2 separate regions of the Zea mays genome follow, and region 2 is linked to region 1. Evidence: chromatin contacts called from public Hi-C data. All regions are on one chromosome and are shown on one strand. The core of a region is the stretch at or near the end of the contact, and the rest is flanking DNA. Distances in the headings are between cores, read along the strand shown. Region 1 holds the start of LOC100278286. Region 2 holds the start of LOC100279580 (1-aminocyclopropane-1-carboxylate synthase3).

Evidence for each region. Hi-C and Micro-C count contacts between places; a contact is called where the count stands out from the background.
Region 2: a contact with region 1 is called in a Hi-C map of ear, with 3 times the contacts expected there. The contact joins the promoter of LOC100279580 here to the promoter of LOC100278286 in region 1. A contact is called at or near these places in 4 of 25 Hi-C or Micro-C datasets (ear, leaf and tassel) and 1 of 3 datasets of contacts at active chromatin or transcription factors (leaf).

The regions. Positions count from the first base shown.
Region 1 is chr9:25,424,228-25,426,934 of Zm-B73-REFERENCE-NAM-5.0, reverse strand. LOC100278286 reads right to left here and starts at 1,302. Exons shown (of 1, transcript NM_001151609.1): 1 at 485-1,302. The coding sequence starts at 1,254. The coding sequence ends at 718. LOC100281713 reads left to right here. Exons shown (of 14, transcript NM_001368085.1): 14 at 32-478. The coding sequence ends at 172.
Region 2 is chr9:25,865,557-25,868,263 of Zm-B73-REFERENCE-NAM-5.0, reverse strand. LOC100279580 (1-aminocyclopropane-1-carboxylate synthase3) reads left to right here and starts at 1,324. Exons shown (of 4, transcript NM_001152577.2): 1 at 1,324-2,206; 2 at 2,304-2,456. The coding sequence starts at 1,721.

The sequences.
Region 1 (2,707 bases), core at 53-2,552:
TCTAATGTTAATACTTTCTTCCTCTTCGCAGTGCAATGCAGTGACCTTCTCATCTGACTGCAAGCTCATGGCTTCCTGCTCGGCGGATACCACGGTTGCGCTGTGGGACCTCTATCCCCCAAAACCCCAAAGCAAAGCGGACATCACAGAAACAGACGAGGCCTCCTGCTAGCTCATGTAGTTTGGGCCTTCCTGATACCTTCTGGCAGAATTTTGGAGCTTCCGTGCAATGAAAATCTGAACTTGTCGCAACAGTGCAAGCGATTTATTCTTTTTCGTCAAAGAAAAGAGTAAGTTATGATGTGCCTTCCACAGGGAAACGCAAACGTATGCATGCAACTGTTGTTAGGAACGGTTCTCTTGATTTCTTTATTTTTCATTGAAATTCTACTCGGTTTCGTGGAACAGTTGTAGTGTCTCAAGAGCATGAAATTGATTTAAAGGCAAGGCAGTTGAAGAACTGACTCTTTGAATACTCAGATGATTGATTTGAACAAATTTCTGCAAATTTCCAGTACACTGTACACCTACATTTGCTACTGTTCGATCCAATGGCAGTACTGAACCGGGATGCAGTTCTTGCTGTTGTGCATGTCCAGGAAAGAGGGTATCGTATCCCAATGTTCCATGTAGTTGGGGGGTTCTATTGCTAGAAAAGAACATTAGTCCTTGCTGACTCGGTGACTCCAATGCGATGCGAGCCCATGAACGACGGTCCTAACCTTCACGCGCAACAGCCGCAATCGCCGCTCGTTCTAGTTCTTTGGCGTCGGCCAGCCACGGCCGCCTCAACGCCGCCGTATCTTCAACGTCACTTGCGGCATCCGACGACGGAGCCGAGGTGCCATCGAAGGTGCCGTCGAACGGCGCCTCGCAGAAGGCCATCGCGGCCACGAGCCTCTCCACCGGCCGCTTCTTCGCGGCTGCGGCCAGCCTCGCCTGTGCCGATGACGCCACGTCTCCGCCGGCTCCGGCCTCGGGGACGTTCGTTGCGCAGGCGCGGCCTCCGGCGGCACCTGACGACGGGGACCTTGTGCCGTCGAACGGCGCCTCGCAGAAGGCCACCATGGCCGCGAGCCTCTCCATCGGCCACTTCGCGGCCAGCAACGCCAGCCTCGACGACGCCATGCCATACCCGCCAGCCTTGGGGACGTTGGTCGAAGATGAGCTGTTCCCGGCGGCAAGCGAGGACGCAGGCGAGGTGCCGTCGAACGGTGCCTCGCAGAAGGCCATCATGGCGACGAGGCTCTCCATCGCCGCTTTCTCGAGCCTGTTCGAGTTCGATGTCGATTGGTTTTGGTCGAGGATGAGACGCAGGCGGCAGGCAGCGTTTATATATGCATATATGGACGCCCATAGCTATAGTTTGTTAACCTGGTTTGGATTCCTGCTCGGACATACTCCGTACGCCTCAATATCGTGCGGACTCCTAAGCAGGTCCGTAGTTGTAGCAACAAACTTGTCTGCTGCAGAGTTTCTTTCAGATTTATCACGTTTCAGTTAAGTTCAGATTAGATCGATAGGTATAGAATCCTGTAAGGATTTAGTTTTAGTTTGCCAGGTTGTTTGCCGAGTCAATTCTCGGTATAAATACCTATGCCTCGTTTCCTTCAGATGACTTAAATGATTGCAATGATGAAGTCACTATTGTAGACTTCGCTTTCATCGCCTGGCAGTCAATTACTCCCACTGTTTTCTTTTTTTATTTGTCACGGCGACAAATATTCAAGGGCGGACTGTATAGAGAGAGGTGCATAAGGCTACTCTAGTGCAAGCATTGAGGGGACATTTTTTTTGGCAGAGAATGCATACAATTATGGCACTCAGTAATTCTTATGAGTAGCTGGGGCTAAAAAAATGAAATGACTGAATGATTGAGTTTGTTCGTTTTATTTCCTATGATGATGTCTATTTTTTAGAATGAATAACCCGTTAAAATAATTTCTTTCTCGGTAATTCTTCTTTTTCCGTAATGTCAATTTTTTTAAGTGACAACACCTAACTGGCCCATTCAATTTCAAGCATTTGAATTTGGAATAAAAAAGTATAAAAAATCGTTGATGTAAACTTAGGCATGTTTGGTTGATATAACCTACAAACTCACCGAGATTGAGCGTCTTTGATGTGACGACGGCATGGATGTGCAGTGATTCCTTGAGGACTAGTTTGGGAACCAAAAAATCGGAGGGGATTAGAGGGACTAAAATTCTCTCCTTATTTAAAATTATATAAGAAGGAAATTTTAGTCCCTCTAATACCCTCCGGCATTTAGATTCCCAAACTAGCCCTGATGTAAACTTAGGGTCTGTTTGGTTGGAGTTATAGTAAACGCAAACCGAAATGGAATTAATCTGTAACGAAATACTATGGTGCTGTTTGGTACGTTGATTTAGTGCCGTAATCAGTTAACAGAGTAATCTATTACCATTGCTTTATGTTTGATTAGACTATACCATAAAGGATTGCAGTGGGATGCAATACCAGCCAATTCAAAATCATTACCGTTGCCTTTTGATTGTTAGCCAATTCCAATCCTTCTTTTTGATCCCACGCTGCAACCAAACATAGACCGGTAACCGTTTACAATAAAGGATAGCAGGTGCAATAAGTTCCATTTCCATTACCACTACCGGTAGAGCGTGCTGATAACGTGTTAAGAACTATGTTACCACGGATCACCAGATCCGCTCCCTTCCCTCCCGTCAAC
Region 2 (2,707 bases), core at 75-2,574, 440 kb before region 1:
AAATGTGATTACATCACAAATAACATGGTTGAGGTTTTTAATAACTGGGTTAAAGACCACAAAGACCTTCATGTGTGTGATTTGGCTGAGAAAATTAGAGAGATGACGATGGAGCTGTTTCACTCGGTGCACAAATCACTTCACAAGTGCCCGATGCAACAACCCAGCAGACTCCACCACCGACAAGGAAATGGCTAGTTAAGAAGATCACCCCCAAGAAGAGACTGAGGATTAGTGCTCAGAAGAAGCGTATCTCAACGAATTCTTTATGTTCACATGATACTTGAAGTCGACATTTTCCTGTGCAACAACCAGATGATAATCATGGCATACGAATATATTATTTTCCTATCAGTTTACTTGTACCCTTTCTAGCAACAAAAAATAGGAGTGTATGAGTTTGATAATACATACCACATTTGATGAGGCCTTAACTGCTTCAACCTTGTCGACGACAATGACGACGAACTGAACCGCAGCCTTGGCCTCCTTCTCAGCAACAACGGCCACGCATCTCGCCTCCGAAGCCGCGACGGCAGCAGCACGAGCCGCTTCTACAACATCGTCAACCACTTGGCTCGGAGGAAGATCCATCCGCAGAGGAGCAGAGAAAAGGCGACTAGGTTCCTGGATTGGGGAAGCAGACAGCGTGAACACGAAATGGCGGCTAGGGTTTTTGGATTGGGGATGCAGCCCGCGTCAACAAGAAACGGCGGCGCCAGACTTTTTGACGGCGTGAGCACAGAGTGAATTTAATGTTGACACCAAACCCAAATCTCCGTCTGTTGTCCATATCCGGAAGAGTCTGTCAGCTGCGTCTTCAAAACAGAAAAGCCAACACCAACGCCTCTATTTCATCGAATTCTCTTCTCTCTTCTTCCATAATGGCAATTGTCTCGACCTAGGCAAGTTCTGCCGTTCTGGAGCGGAGCTCAGCTCAGCTCAGCTCCTCCAGCTGTTTTCCTTGCGGAGGCCGCCACGGCTCTCGGCTGGGCCGCCGGGCTACCTCGCTAAGTTGTCCCTTGTTCGTCCGTTCGCAGCTCTCGCTGTCGCGTGGCGTGTCAGTGTGACAGTGCAAGACCGGGCGGACGGCACGTTGACACGGCCGGCCTCGCCTCGCCTGGCCCTGGCGTGGCGTTGGCGGCTGCGGCAAGGCAGGCAGCACGGGCCACTCGGATTTGCTGGTTAAAGCAACTTTAGAAAACCACTGCCGTAACTTGGAGTGCTTGGCTTCCTGGGTCGAGCGCGCCGTAACTAGTGCAAAAAAAAAACGAGAGAGATCGCCATTGCAGAGATCTAGTATTTGAAAACAGTTATTGGCCAGATCAATGGAGAGGATGCCCCACCTGACCTGAGCCGCTGCTTCCGTCCGTTTCGTGGTTCGCTCAAATCAAGGGACGGACGGGACGGGATCACGGGAGGCGGGACTCGCTCCTTTCCCATTTCACCCCACTCCACCACTCGGCCGCGGGCCGCCAGAAGCGGCAAGCAAGACGCCAAACCCGGCGTGTTCCCCCCTCCGTCCGGCCTCGGCCAGAGCCAGACGGCCACCAGTCACCACCCAGCCCCGCGCGAATTGGCCCCCACCCAAACCCGCAAATCCCCCCGCCCGCGCCAACCCAATCCCGCCTCCCTCCCACCACCCGCCTATGCTGCCGCCGCCCCGGCGCCGGCGCGCGCTCCACACCACGACGCCGCGGCACGGGCTGCCGCCGCGCCCATGAGGGACGGCGGCGACGGCGACGACGACGGCCACGCGACATCCCGCGCGACGAGGACGAAGAGGAAGCCGTCACGCGACCCGCGGCCGCGGCCGCGCGCCGACGGCGGGATGCGCATCGTGGTGCCGCTGCAGGGGGTGGTGCAGGGCCGGGGCGGCCTGGTGCTCGGCTCCCTCATCCCCTGCGCGCTCTTCTACTTCTTCCAGCTCTACATCAAGCGCAACCGCCCCGCGCCGGCGCCGGCGCCGGCGCCGGCGCCGGGCTCCCCGCCGCCCGCGGCCGCCTCCCCGATCCTCCGCTCCCACTCGCGGGGCCTCCTCACGCCGCGCGCCGCGCTGCCGTCGCTCTCCGCGCGCGGGGCCGTCGTGCGGGCCGGGGACGAGGACTCGCTCTACTACGCCGGTCTCCGTCGGTGCGCCGCCGACCCTTACCACCCCGCGTCCAACCCCGACGGTGTCGTCAACCTCGGCCTCGCCGAGAACCACGTACGGATCGTCTCATGGATACTCTATTTTGTTATCCGCTTCCCTGATTTTTCTGTACTGATGGATGGCCCGCCTGACTCCGCGCGCGCGCGCGCAGCTGTCGCTGGATTTGGTGGGGCGGTGGATGGAGGAGCACGCGGGGGCGGCGATGCTGGACGGCCTCGCGGCAGCCGGGGACGAGGTCAGGGACCTCACCATCAGGGGGCTCGCAACCTACCAGCCCTACGATGGGATACTTGCCTTGAAGATGGTAGGCTAACGGATCCCGCTCTGAATCGCCCTTTTTCTTTCTTTTTGTTTGATCCCCCGTCCCTAAAAAAACACACACATCCCCTATTCTTGCTGTGCTGCCGACGCCTCGGTTACATCGACCATGAAAAAGTTTGCCAATCTTCACTACTTTAGGATGCGATACTGCTTCATTCATCCTGTGGAGTAATATGATGGATTGTTCCTTTCCTCTCCGACAAGCAGTGTCTGTTGTATTGGCACTTTTTAGGG